Linked DNA regions of Sus scrofa: region 1 is linked to region 2. The links are chromatin contacts, called in public HiChIP or PLAC-seq maps. All regions are on one chromosome and are shown on one strand. The core of a region is the stretch at or near the end of the contact, and the rest is flanking DNA. Distances in the headings are between cores, read along the strand shown.

The links. HiChIP or PLAC-seq counts read pairs in DNA pulled down with a chosen protein or histone mark.
Region 1: a contact with region 2 is called in an H3K27ac HiChIP or PLAC-seq map of alveolar macrophages. The contact joins the promoter of PEX11G here to the promoter of MAP2K7 in region 2. A contact is called at or near these places in 1 of 47 Hi-C or Micro-C datasets (heart right ventricle) and 1 of 2 datasets of contacts at active chromatin or transcription factors (alveolar macrophages).

The regions. Positions count from the first base shown.
Region 1 is chr2:71,635,994-71,643,190 of Sscrofa11.1, reverse strand. It overlaps PEX11G (peroxisomal membrane protein 11C), which reads right to left and starts at 3,902. Exons shown (of 5, transcript XM_021083936.1): 1 at 3,811-3,902; 2 at 1,447-1,635. The coding sequence starts at 3,870.
Region 2 is chr2:71,304,810-71,311,944 of Sscrofa11.1, reverse strand. It overlaps MAP2K7 (dual specificity mitogen-activated protein kinase kinase 7), which reads left to right and starts at 3,513. Exons shown (of 11, transcript XM_003123197.5): 1 at 3,513-4,009. The coding sequence starts at 3,886. LRRC8E (volume-regulated anion channel subunit LRRC8E) reads left to right here. Exons shown (of 3, transcript XM_003123182.4): 3 at 1-1,448. The coding sequence ends at 671.

The sequences.
Region 1 (7,197 bases), core at 2,653-5,152, 330 kb before region 2:
ATATACAAGATGCAAAGAGCCCCCCACCCCTTGCCTGGGGACTAGGGAGAGTTTTCACAGAGATGGGGAGTGGCAGGAGATCCTCTGGGGATGCACAGGAAGCATACCCTAATCAAAGAAGAGGCCGCCTTGCTGTACAGTGGGAAAATAAAATTAAAAAAAAAAAAATAAATAAATCTTCTTGGATTGAAAAAAAAAAAAAAAAAAAAAAAAAAAAAAAAAAAAAGAAGAGGCCGAAGAGAAGGGTGTCAAAACAGGAGGGTTCAAGGAAACCCTTGAGATTTGGGATGATCGAGCCATGGGGCTGGGGCAGAACGGGAGAGCATCTGAGCCAATGGCTGAGAAGACACCCCAGGAAAACAGGGGGAATGGGGCAGGGCAGCCCAGGAAGCAGGTGTGACTCAGCCATGCTGGCCCAGGGCAGCTTCTCATCCCCTGGGGGAGGGGACAAGACTGCACCACCTGCCCCCCCCACACACACACCACAGGAGGAACACTGCTGTAGACCCACCAGCACTCCTGTGGAAGGATGCAGTTCTAACAGCAGAATGTTGTAAATAATCACCATGTCCAACAGGGGATCAGTTACATAAATCACCATACAGCGACATGGCAGAGTATTACGTGGCCCTAAAGAAGAGTTCCTTTCGGATTGATATGGAATGACCTCTAAGTTGTACTCTTAAGTGAAAAAAGCAAGTGGCAGAAGAGTGTAAATGGCATACAACTATTTATGTGAGCAATGCATATCTGCCTGAGGAGCTAAGGGGATCTCATGAAAGAAACACAAGAGGTGAAAATTGTGGCTGCCTCTGAGGAAGAAAACTGGTGGCCATGGGAATTGGGAGGGAAAGACTTTTTTTATTATAGTCTTCTGGATGTGCAAATGTATTAACTATTGATTGACTGATTCTGGCTGCACCCATGGCATGCACAAGTTCCCCAGTCAGGGATCAAACCCGCACCACAGCAGTAGCCAGAGCCATAGCAGTGATAAGGCCAGATCCTTAATCCGCTGAGCCACCAGGGAAGTCAGCTATTTTTCTTTTTCTTTTTCGGGCCGAACCTGAGGCATGTGGAAGTTCCCAGGCTAGGGGTCGAATTAGAGCTGCAGCTGAGGCCTACCCCACAGCCACAGCGATGCCCAATTCAAGCTGCATCTGCAACCTATGCTGCAGCTTGTGGCAATGTGGGATCCTTAACCCACTGAGGGAGGGCAGGGACTGAACTCGCATCTTCACGGATACTAGTTGGGTTCTTAACCCACTGAGCCACAACAGGAATTCCACAGCTAATTTTTTAATTGAAACTGAAATGAGAACATGTCTCCCCCTCCAAAAAAAGTAAAATTGAAAATAATCATAAAATGCTCATAAAGACCAGACCATAAGACGCCAACTTCACAGGGTCCACACCCCCTCCCAACAACCCCACGCCCCCTGTTACCTCTGCCCCAAGGCCGTACTGCTTAGTGTAGACAAACATGGCCAGGTCATCAAAGAGTCGCAGGATGGTCCTGCAGTGGCTGAGTTGGGAGGACAGTACCAGCAGGCGCGTCCCCACTTCTGACCTGGTAGCACGCTGCTCCACCAGGACCCCGCCCACCAGCTGGCAGCAGTAACCCAGCGTTCGGATCTGTGGGAAACCAGAAGTCGTCAGCATGGCCGTGCTGCAAGACTGATTTGGATCACCCCTGACCTGGGCCCTGTGGGATCAAGTGGGAGGAAGAGTCTACATCAACAAACTTCTGGTAAAAGCCAAAAGTTTAAAAAGATACTTGTAGGTGGGCCAAATGGAGAAACATGACATGACTGGCTAAAAGGCACTGTGGAGGCTAACAGAGGGCTGGCCCATGTTTGCTGAGGGGCACAGCCTTTGGAGACATATGTGATGGGGACAAGAAAAAGAAACCCCCATTTCCCACCTCCTAGATCCTCCTTTTCCCAGCGGACAAGAGGTCTATGTGGAAATGGATATATATTTGTATTTGCCTGGCTGGACCAACATCCACGGCTGGACTGGGGATTGGGGAGGTGACCGGGCCTAACCCAATGGACAAAAGGATAACCTGCTATTACTTTAGTGAGAAGGAAGCCACTTAGTGGATGATTTGGGGCATTGTGAACTGTGTCCACCCTTATATCTTTACTTCATCTGCTTTTTTCTTTTTTTTCATTTTTGGCTGCCCTGTGGCACATGGAGTTCCCAGACCAGGGATCAGATCGGAGCCACAGTCTCTACCTAAGCTGCAGCTGCGGCAATGTCAGATCCTCAACCCAGTGTGCCGGGCTGGGGATTGAACATGTGTCCCAGCGCTCCCAAGATGCCGTTAATCCCATTGCACCGGGGGAGTTCCTCATCTGCTTTTATTTATTTATTTTTAGCTTTTTAGGGCTGCACCCATGGCATATGGAAGTTCTCAGGCTAGGGGTTGAATCAGAGCTACAACTGCCGGCCTATACCACAGCCAACAACTCAGGATCTGAGCCGCATATGCAACCTACACCACAGCTCACAGCAACACTGGATCCTTAACCCTCTGAGTGAGGCCAGGGATCCAACCCGCATCCTCATGTATACTAGTCGGGTTCATGGGCTCATCACCACTGAGCCACAACAGAACTCTCTCATCTTTTAGAAGTTGCTTTTTTAATTGTTCTATATATTATTTTCACATATAATTCCTTTTCAGCACCCTTGTTATGGCAAAATGTTGCAATTTAAATGTCCAGCCTGGGGGCATTTAAAACCTGAATACCCACTCATAGGGGATTTGACTAGAACCTAAATACCTGCCACTGGTACATTCCCGGAGACTGATTGGGATGAGCTCAGAGTCTGACCTCGGGGCCTGGGAGAAACAATCTAAATGCCCAACCAGGAGTTCCCGTCGCGGCTCTGTGGTTAACGAATCCACAGAGGTTGCAGGTTTGATCCCTGGCCTTGATTAGTGGGTTAAGGATCTGGCACTGCTGTGAGCTGTGGTGTAGGCCGCAGACGTGGCTCGGATCCTGAGTTGCTGTGGCTCCGGCGTAGGCTGGTGGCTACAGCTCCGATTGGACCCCTAGCCTGGGAACCTCCATATACCGCGGGAGCAGCCCAAAAAATGGCAAAAAGACAAAATAAATAAATAAATTTTAAAAAGCCCAACCAGAGGTCATGTGGTCAAACCTCAATATCCAGCCACAGGGAAAGGCCTGCAAAATCTTAGATCCCTATGTGAGATTTTATTATTTTGGCCGTGCCCGCAGCATGTGGAAGTTCCCAGGCCAGGGACTGAACCCAGCCACAGCAGTGACAATGCTAAACCCTTAGCCACTAGACCACCAGGGAACTCTCCTATATGAGATTGTTTGGATAACCATGGGAAAAGCTACAGTGGCCTAGTCAGATCCTAAAACATAGGCCTGTTTGGCATGGAAATGTCCAGCCAGGTTGAATCTGCCAGAACAACCTAAGTGTCCAACTATAAGGGGGTTTGGTCAGAACCCAAATGACCAGCCATAGGGGGAGCCCTGCAACACCCTCAATCATATGATATTGTTTGGATGCAAACTACTGCAGTGATCTGGTAGGATCCCAATGTGCAAACGTCAGGATCTGGTTGATACTGTAACCGACCAGTCACGACGGGACGGCCGGAACAATCTAAATGTCCACCGCTAAGGGACAGGGTTGGAGCCCAGCTCCGACAGGGCCTCTGCCATGGGGGACCTTGAGTGACCCCGCTCCCTCTCTGGCTTCAGTTTCCCAGTCTCTGAGCTTTGATCCGACTCCGGGACCTCTGGCCGCGTTCCACCCCAGCCTCACCAGGCGGTCGCGGCCCCTATACGACTCCAGCGCCGACGCCAGACCGCTCAGGGCCGCCATGGTGCCTCCGCTGTGACGTCACCGTGACGTCTGCGCGGCGCGCCAGGGGGCGGACTCAGCGCGAGGCCGCGCTCCCGGAACGTTCTGCGCAGACGCGGTTGCGACTCTTTGTTCCGGAACCGGCCCTTTGTCTGTTTCTGGGAGAGACAGGGTTTGCAGTTCTGGGGCTGGCACGTGCGCGCTTCTCCGGGTTTGTGCACCCTGGCGGCCCTCGGAGCTCGTTGTCGTCTGCCCGCCCCCAGGCAACCCGTGTTTTCCACGTTAACCAACCACACACACACATTAAAAAAAGGAAAAAAAATCCAAACAAGAGCATCGACGTGTTTGCTGTGGTCCAGGAAGGGAGTTTTCTTTTTTTAATTTTTCTGCTTCCCCCTTTCCGCATTGTCTGTTTGTCTATAGGGAGCATGGGTTGTTGTTGTCCTTTCACATAAGACATTTTTAGAAAGTTAGGGAAACGCTACAGAATCAGTCTAGAAGAATAGACAAGAGTCAACAGTTCCCTAGCAGAGTGGCACCTGAGAGGAAAACTGGGTGGTTGGTGTTGAGTGAAATATAAACCCACATCCGTGAGAGCTCTCAGTTTCAGTTTTACTTGTGGACTTACTGAGGACGATAGCCCAAGAGACAGCCTCTCAGCTCTGAGGAGCTGCTCAGAAAAGATGGGGGGAGGGAGGTCAGTACATAACATGATTTTGGAGAAGATTATGTGTAATCGAGCACACATCTCAGTAGAAGGTTGCTGCTGGTCACTGGGAACAGATAGCTCAGATAAGGGTTTTAGTGCTTTTCCTAGAGGCCAAAATCCAGGCTTATAAAAAAATTTGTCCTGAAAATACCTAACTGAAAACCTGTCCTGCCACTTCTCCCAGAACACCAAGAGACTTATTCCTGATCTCCACCCCGAACTCCTTTCAGGGTATGTGAAGATCAGCAACTGCAGTAGCCAATGACTCAATCCTTGTAGAGCCAGATGACAAGCCACATTCTTTAGGTGTCACTAGGAAGAGATTAAATGTTCACTCTTTTTTTCTTTCTTTTTAGGGCTGCACCTGTGGCATGTGGAAGTTCCCAGGCTAGAAGTCAAATCTGAGATGCAGCTGCCCGCCTTCGCCACACAATGGCTACGACATTTTCGGTTCCCACCAGCAATGCACAAAAAGTTTCTCCATATTCTTGCCAACACTTGAATTATCCTTGGAGAAGTTCCCAGGTCAGGGATCGAACCTGAGCAGCAGCAGTGACAATGCTGGACCCTTAACCAGCTAGGCCACCAGGGAATTCCAAATTTTAATAACATCCAATGCATTTTCTTTTTTTATGGCCACACCCATGGCATACGGAAGTTCCCAGGCCAGGGGCTGAATCTGAGCCATGGTGACCCAATTGCAGCAACTGCAGCAACTCCAGATCCTTTAACCCACTGTGTGGGGCTGGGGGTCAAACCTGCACCTCCACAGTGACCTGAGCCACTGCAGTCAAATTCTTAACTCACTGCATCGAAGCAGACACTCAACTGATTTCCTTTAAAAAAAAAAAAAATTTCCCTTGTGGCTCAGCAGTAATGAACCCGACCAGTATCCAGGAGGCCGTGGATTTGATCCCCGGCCTCACTCAGTGGGTTAAGGTTCCAGCGTTGCTGTGGTTGTGGCGTAGGCTGGCAGCTACAGCTCCGATTCAACCCCTAGCCTGGGAATTTCCACAGGCTGCAGGTGCAGCCCTAAAAAGACATACATACATACATACATAAGTAAACAAATAAATGCACATTTCCTCTTTTTTTTTTTTTTTTTTTTTTTTTTTTGTTGGTCACGCATGCAGCATGCAGAAGTTCCCAGCCCAGGGATCAAACCCACATCACGGCAATGACAAGGCCAGATCCTTAAGCTCTAGGCCACCAGGAAAATCCCACAAAAACAACTCCTCTTGATTTTGACTCCTATTACTCTTCCAGCCTCATTCACTCCTAACCAACCACATTTCCTTCATCTTGTTCTTTGCAGCTGCAGTGCCCACCTGCCCCAGGACCTTTGCATGTGCTATTCCCTCTGCCTATAAGGCTCCCTCTCCAGAGATCCACGTGGCTCCCTCTCTCACCTCCTCCTCCTGTTTCCTCAAATGTCATCCTCTCATGAGGCCTCCCTGGCACACACACCATCCTGGGCACTTCCTACCCACAATCCTTGCTGCCTGATTTTTCTTCTTAGCATGTAACACTATCTAATGTAACTGGATACTCTGCTTCTTAACCTAGTCATCTTGTTATAGTTATCTGGTTATTTGTCTCTCCTCAACGGAATGTGAACTCCACCAGGGCAGGGATTTTAATCTGTCTTGGTCACAGCTGTATCCGCAGGGCCTGGCACAAAACAGATTTCAATAAGCGGTGCTGCCTGCAGAGCTCAGCACCCCCATCCAAAGCTCTCTGTTCATGCTCTATCCACATTGTCCTGCAAGGTCCTGCCCACTCGAGTGATTTCCCTAGCCACCCTTTCTCTGGCCTCTGCCCCATCTCTCTCCCATGCTGCCCTGTCTCCTGTCCCCACCCACCCCCTGCATTTCCCCTGCTGATCCCTTAAGCCCCTCACACTCTGCAAGGCCCAGACTGACATTAGCATCATTCTCAAACATCTTTCCTTCCGAACCCCTGTCTCAGCCCCCATCCCCTGCCCCTGCCCATCACCAGCCATAGACCTGGACATCACCCTCACTTCTTTCCCACCACACATGCTTTCCATGTCCCAACAGCCACCAAATGTCCCTTGAAGGAGTTCCCATTGTGGCTTAGCAGGTTAAGAACCTGACATCGTGTACCTGAGGATGCGGGTTTGATCACTGGCCTCGCTCAGTGGGTTAAGGATCCAGTGCTGCCATGAGCTGGGGTGTATGTCACAGACTCGTCTCTGATCTAGTGTTGCTGTGGCTGGGGCATATGTTGACAGCTGTAGCTCTGATTTGACCCCTAGCCTGGGAACTTCCATATGGCACAGACGAGGCCCTACAAAGGAAAAAAAAAAAAAAATCCAAGCCAAGCCCAAGGCCTGCAGAGGGAGAAGGGCTTCAGGCTGCAGTCTGCCTCTGCATGAGTAGCTAGGTCCCTTCTCTTGAGCCTGTACTGTCCGCAAGGGCCTTGTAAGAAAGAGCACAATGCATTCTCTGCCTGCCTGCTGAGCACCAGGCAGGTGCTTAGAATGGATTCTAAAGCACCAGGAAGCCAGCAGTGAGCCTCATTGGCAGATCCCAGCCCTCCCAGCATTCTCTATCATCTGGTTAAAGCTGAGCCTGACCTTTGGACAAGAGACAGGAACAAGCCTGGCATTCACAGCT
Region 2 (7,135 bases), core at 2,264-4,763:
CCCTGAACAGCCTCAAGAAGCTGGCGGTGCTGCGGGAGCTGGAGCTGGTGGCCTGTGGGCTGGAGCGCATCCCGCATGCCATCTTCAGCCTGGGCGCGCTGCAGGAACTTGATCTCAAGGACAACCACCTGCGGTCCATCGAGGAGATCCTCAGCTTCCAGCACTGCCGCAAGCTGGTCACCCTGCGGCTGTGGCACAACCAGATCGCCTATGTCCCTGAGCACGTGCGGAAGCTCCGAGGCCTCGAGCAGCTTTATCTCAGCCACAACAAGCTGGAGACACTGCCCACCCAGCTCGGCATGTGCTCCAGCCTCCGCCTGCTGGACGTCTCCAACAACGGACTACGCTCCGTGCCAGCAGAGCTGGGCCTCCTCCAGAACCTGCAGCACCTGGCTCTCTCCTACAACACCCTGGAGTTTCTGCCCGACGAGCTCTTCTTCTGCCGCAAGCTGCGGACGTTGCTCCTGGGCTACAACCACCTGAGCCAGCTCTCACCCCAGGTGGGGGCCCTCAGGGCCCTGAGCCGCCTGGAACTCCAGGGCAACCGGCTGGAGGCGCTGCCAGAAGAACTGGGCAACTGTGGGGGGCTCAAGAAGGCAGGGCTCCTGGTGGAGGACGCCCTTTACGAGGGGCTGCCAGCCGAGGTGCGGGACAAGATGGAGGCGGAGTGAAGCCAGGGAGGGGCAGGTTGAGGTCCAGGCCTTCCGGATGCTACCACCCCAGAATCTCTACCATTGTCTTCAAGGGAGGTGGTGAGCAGGCCCGGGCCAGGAGACGAGGAGCAGACATGTCAGGCTGGTGGAGCCCAGGCAAGATCGTGGGACTGGTTTGTCTGGGAGGCTGTGGATTTGGGGTGGAACATCCTGGAGGGATTAACTCCGTCATGAGAGTCTCAAACCAAAACCACACCTGTGTCTTTGGCTGGCTGGCCTGCCCCCAGCCCTGGGCCAGAGCTGCTACTCTACCCCCACCTCCCACCCCCAGATATTCTAGCTCAATCAATGCCAATGATGGGGGTGGGGCTCATCCCAATGGGATTTCAACCCTCTCCCCCTGACCCAGACGACTTCCATCTAGTATTCTCTCCCAAGGAGGGGACACAGACGCAAGGGACCAGCTACTCCCGCCCCATAATTTTGATGCTAATCCCCTTTCTATAAGTTGTTTTCTACGGACACGTGAACTCAGACGAATGGTTTTCATATTTGGCTATGCATCAAAAACAATATCCCCAAAACAAAACATCCCAGGCTCCACCCCTGGAAGACTGACTCAGGAGGTTTGGCTGGAGCCCAGGTACTTGTCTGTAGATATAAGCATCCCAAGTAATTCTGATGAAGATGGGCCCAGGCCTGTGTGTTGGGAAGTGCCAACCTTCAGAACAGATCTCTGGATGTCTAAAGCAGGAATTGCAAACTTTTTTTTTTTTTTTTTTTTTTTGGTCTTTTTGGGATCGCACTCGTGCCATATGGAAGTTTCCACACTAGGTAGGGGTTGAATTGGAGCTGTAGCCACCAGCCTATGCCACAGCTGCAGCCACTCAGGATCCAAGCTGTGTCTGCGACCTATACCACAATGCACAGCATCACTGGATCCTTAAGCCGCTGAGCAAGGCCAGGGATCAAACCCACAACCTCATGGTTCCTAGTCGGGTTCTTTAACCATTGAGCCACGACAGGAACTCCGAACTTTTTTTTTTTTTTTTGATCCCTAGACTCTTTGAGAAATCTGATGAAAGCTGGGTACCTCCTTTCTCAGGAAAATGTTCACACAGATATGTGAAAAGTTCTGCAAACAACTTCGGACGGGAGCTCCCTGGTGACTCAATGGGTTGAGGGACTGGTGTTGTCACTGCTGTGGTTCAGGTTGCTGCTGTGATGTGGTTTGATTCCCTGGCCCCAGGAAGTTCTGCATGCCATGGGAATGACAAAAAAAAAAAAAAAAAAAAAAAAAAAAAAAACACACAAAAACTTTAGGCAGTCAACAGATTCCCCCAGGTCCCCTAGGGAGCTGTTTATGGACATCCTAAAGATCATGGACCCCAGGTTAGGAACACCTGTTGTAGGAATTCTCTTGTGGCATAGTGGGTTAAGGATTCAGCATTGTCACTGCAGTGACAGGTTGCTGATGTGTCACAGGTTCAGTATCTCCTTCAGGGAACTTTCACACACTGCAGGTGTGGCAAAAAACAAAACAAAATAAAAAACCCAAACAAACCTGCTGTGGAGGGTACATTTTCCTGAGGACAGGCGGGGACTTGGATCTTCAAATGTTCCCTAAGTGGGAGTTCCTGTGGTGGCGCAGTGGTAACGAACCCGACTAGTATCCATTAGGACGCAGGTTCCATCCCTGGCCTCGCTCAGTGGGTTAATGGATCTGGTGTTGCTGTGGCTGTGGCATAGGCCGGCAGCTATAACTCCGATTAGACCTCTGGCCTGGGAACTTCCATATGCAGGTGCACCCTAAAAAGTCAAAAAAGAGTTCCCTCTGTGAAGCAGGGTATGCTGTTGGGTGCTTAATAAATAATACTAATTATGAGAACTATAACTCCGATCTCTTGTGTCCACTCCTCTCTAAGCCTTTGGTTTCACCAGACCAAGTACAGGCAAGTGGTGACAGACATGTGCCAGAATCAAGGGTATATGTTTTTCTGTACTGGTAGCAGAGGCAGAGAGAGCTCTGCTAACTAGAAAAAAATCAGTGGCATCCTTTGCCTAGCTTTTTTCCCTGGAGAACTGCTCTTCCTTTACCTTCCCTGTTATTCCCCTGGCTCCATAGATTTGGATCTGGTCCACCCAAAAGTTGTCACCAGAGGAGTCCTTAAAAGCCTTTAAAGCCCATCACAGTGTTCCTGTGCCGGAGCCAGCAGGGCAATGACACAGCCTGACCAACCCTGGCCTCCTGAGATCGCCACCTCCGTGGAGTCTGCAAAATGCGAGCCTCCTCCTGGCACCAGGGAGAAGAGGCAAGCTCTCCAGCGGGACCTGGGGTTCCAGATGGGGACATTTCCCCAGCACTCTTCAGATCAGTTAAAGGCACAAAGGCGCCTGGCAGACGCATCTAGCCTCAGGGCCTATTTTCTGCATTGTCCAGGATGGAGGCAGAGTGAATGAAGGAAGCCTTAAAATGTCCCACAGAAGTCTGATTTGGTACTCTCTGCCCTTGTCCTTGGCTCCCGTTGCAGAGATCAGGAGTCACGCTGCTGGATTCCCAGGGCCCCGACAGTAGCCTGAGCCTTACTCCGCCCCTCCTGCAAGCCCTCGGCCAACCCTGAGCCTGTTGAAATGGAAAGGGCTTCCCACGGCTGCCTAATTATGGTAAGGAGGCAGCAATTAAGTATAACAGGGATCCCAATGAAGTACTGTCCAAGACAAGAAAGGCGGTTCTGAGAGGGTGCGGGTGCCAGCGAGGGCCGCGCAGGGAAGGGAAAGAAGGATTAGGACACACCCCGGGCGACCACCCGGGACAGAGGCCAGGAACAGAGCCAAGGCTACGCATGCGCAGCAGCTGCCACACGCAAGACCTCCTCTCCCCCTCTGTACGCTTGCGCGCGGCTTTCTCCGCCCACCGCTCTTTGCGGAATGTGTAAGTGGGTTTCCACACAGCGCCTCTAGCCGGAGCGCACGGGAATTCGCGCGTGCGTATCACTTGGCGAGGACTTGCACGTTGCCAGCCGCGAGCTCTAGGTGGCGGCATCCCTCCGGCTAGGACGAAGCACGCAAGCGCGGAGGTTCGCACGAGGGGAGGGCGGGTGCACACCGCGGGCATGCGCCGTGCGGAGCGAGACGGCGGCTCGGCGGGGTCAACCGAGCGCAGGCGCAGTGCGGTGTTTGTCTGCCGGACTGACGGGTGGCCGGGCGGTGCGCGGTGGCGGCGGCGGGGAAGATGGCGGCGTCCTCCCTGGAGCAGAAGCTGTCCCGCCTGGAGGCAAAGCTGAAGCAGGAGAACCGCGAGGCCCGGCGGAGGATTGACCTCAACCTGGATATCAGCCCCCAGCGGCCCAGGCCCAGTAAGCAGGGCGGCGTGGGGGAGGGGGCGGGCGGGGCGGGGCGCGCGCCGCGGGAGGCCCCGCCCCCGCCGCCAGGCCCCGCCCCCGCTTCCGGGGCGCTCTTGCTCCTCCTCCTTTCCGCCCCACTCCCCGCTGTCTGCTCGCCGGGAGAGGGTCACGTTGACCCAGGGGCATGGGGTTGGCGAGCTCCCGGGCATTACTCCCCCTGTCTGGGGAGTTTCCCCTTATGGGGCCTGGGAGCCTAGCTGCCCGGCTCCAGGCGAAGACCCCCCACCTGATGACCCGTTCCCGTCACCGTGATCCTCGGAGCCTCATTCACCTATTCTAAGCCGAGCTCCTCCTACTCCCTGCTACCGTGACCACATCTAGCTCCTCCGCAAACGTGTACACAACCCTTTTCACCACCTGATTCCACTCCCGCATGTCAGTGACTGTGTCAAGAGGTCCCCTCCCCTCGTCCAGCACCTAGGTCCTTGAGTTAACACACACACCCACACCTGGCCTGGGGACACCTAAAGTCAGTTGACCACATATAATCACCGCTTGTTTCTCTGATCAGATGATTCTCCCACTTCCTCCTTGTGACTCTGTCAGTAGCTCTCTCTTTTGCACTCTGGGATCTTGTCATTAGGCTCAGCAGACCCCCTCCCACATGCAGCCTACCCCCAGTCTACACCGCCCTTCCTCATACTTCTCTGAGTGGTTTCACTGTCACCATCTTGGTGACTGTTTCCAGCTCCTCCAGAAATACACACCCAACTCACACGCGTAGTAGTTTTGTCACCTTGAATTAAGTGACTTCCTTTCCCACACCCACCCAGCCCAGGGACAGATGAGGCCACTGTCCCATGATCTCAGTGCCTGCCTCCCTGGCATCGTGTCATCTGAAATCAAGAGCTGACCCCCAACACCCACACCTGGCCTGGGATCACCACCACCACATCTAATCTCTTTGTTATGTTCTGCAGAACCCCTTCCCCATATCCCCTCAGCTCAGAGTTACTCAGATTTTCCCCCTCCCCAAAGGCCTGATCAGCAGCAACCCCCACACATGGTATCTGTGTCTTTTTTCCTTCCTTCTTTCTTTTTCTGCACTTGGGGCAGGTGAAAGTTTCTGGGCCAGGGATTGAACCCTTGCCACAGCAGTGAAACAACCAACTGAACCACCAGGGAACTCCCTGTGTCTCTCTTGAGCTAGCAAATTGCCATCCTTTTGATGCTCTCTGATAAGATTCTTGTAGCTTGTGTAGGTTCCTATGGGATCACCTTGATAGGTGGAGGAAAACACTCTTCCTCTGGGTACCCCAGCCACTCCCTGCTCACCCAGCCTGACCAAACCCCCCCCCATGCTTGTGTAGGGTCCACTCCTCATCCTTTCCTCTTCTGATCTGGGTCGGTATGGATTCCTCATGGCATTGGGTGGGGGCGTCTCTTGGGGGCCCAGAAACAACCCTGACGTGGCAGTGCTGGCATCGGACACCGCTGGGGTAGGAAGCCAGGACTGGAGGGTCCCCCCCTGGGCTCTGTAGGACTGATCCCCCACAGCCCCACTGTGGAGGAGACATGCCTGGGTATGGCATCTGAGGTGCCTTGAGGGTTGGCTGTCCAGATGCAGAGCAAGGCGCGGCGAGGCCTGTGGCAAGCAGGCCCCCAGGGAGCCCCCCCTTCCAGGCATCTGTGTCTTGTCAGCTCCATCCCATCCGGTCTTCCCACCTCTGTCGGTCTCTACCCATCTCTGCAGTTTGGTGCCTCGCGCCTCCCCCTCCTCCTTGTTATGATTTGATTTCTTTTCTTTTGGACAAATCGGTTGTTTCTGTTGTGATTTATCGTGGTGTTGTTTTTTTTTCTTCCTTCTCCCCATCCAGTTATTGTGATCACTCTAAGCCCTGCTCCTGCCCCGTCCCAACGAGCAGGTACCAGCCTTTTTATCATCGCCGCTTGGACATCTGCACCATTGACCTAACCGCTGCCCCGGCCGCAGAATGCCGTCCCCCCATCCCTCATCCCCTGTGCTCCGTGTGTGTGTGTGTGTGTGTGTGTGTGTGTGTGTGTGTGCACGCGTGCGTGCGCAGGTGCTTGCGCATCGCTCCTTCTGTCACTCTCACTCTCTCCTTCCACACCATGATGTCTGGTTTCTGCCCCCCCAGCCATTCCCAATGTGTCCTAACCTCCCGCTCCTCCCTTCTTCTCAGGCTCAGTTTTGGACTCCCTGGGGGAGGAAACAGGCTCCCTCACCAGCTGGGAGTCTGTCACCTGCCACAGGGTCACGTAGGTGTGCGTATGTGTGGGTTCGTGTGTGTGCAGGTGTGCATGTGCGTGAGAGAGAGGGAGGGAAAGTGGGGCCAGCAAGCCACCCTCGCCTGCTGATCCGCCACAGCAGTTCAGCAAACACGAGTTGCCCCCTGTGCTCAGTGGCCTTGGGCTTGAACTGAGTCCCTTTCCTCCTGCAACTGGCGCTTCCCTGGTGGTGGGGGGCGGTGAGCGCCGAGGGCAGGGAGGAATGGAGGAGGCCTTGGAGGGGAGGCCACTAGGGAGCAGGGTTGTGGGTTCTGTGGGATGGGGGTGTGATTGGGAAGCCTCTGGAGCAGGTGGGATTTCAGCAAATTCCCTTGGGAGGGGGTGGGGGGGCGCAGGGATGGAAGCAGAGGAAATAGGCTTGCCAGGGCCCAAGGGGAGGTGCCGGGGGTCTGGAAACAGATGAGTGGGGGTGTGCTTTTGTAGGGGGTGTCAGGGAGCTGCGAGAGACGAGGTGGGGGTCTGGCCTGTTGATCCTTGTGTGTGCCAGTGGGACCAGGTTGGGAAGTTGTGTATCTGTGTGTGTGTAAGACGGTGAAGGGGAGCTGGCTCTGTTGGGGGCTCTGTGGTGTATTGTCTGCCCATCTGCATGTGTGTGGGGGTTTGTGCCTTGCCTTTTGCGTTTGTGCCATGCCTTGTATGTTTGTGTCTGTGCGTGTGCACGCGTGTGCGAGTGTTGGCTGACAGCCTGGAACGTTTGTGGCTCCTGATGGCCGCATGCTCCCTCCGTCGTCTTCCGTTCTCTCTCGTTCATTTTTCTCCTCTCTCTCTCCCTTTCAGCCTCTTGCTCCCACTCTGCCCTCCTGACCTGCCGTTGGCCCGTCACCACCT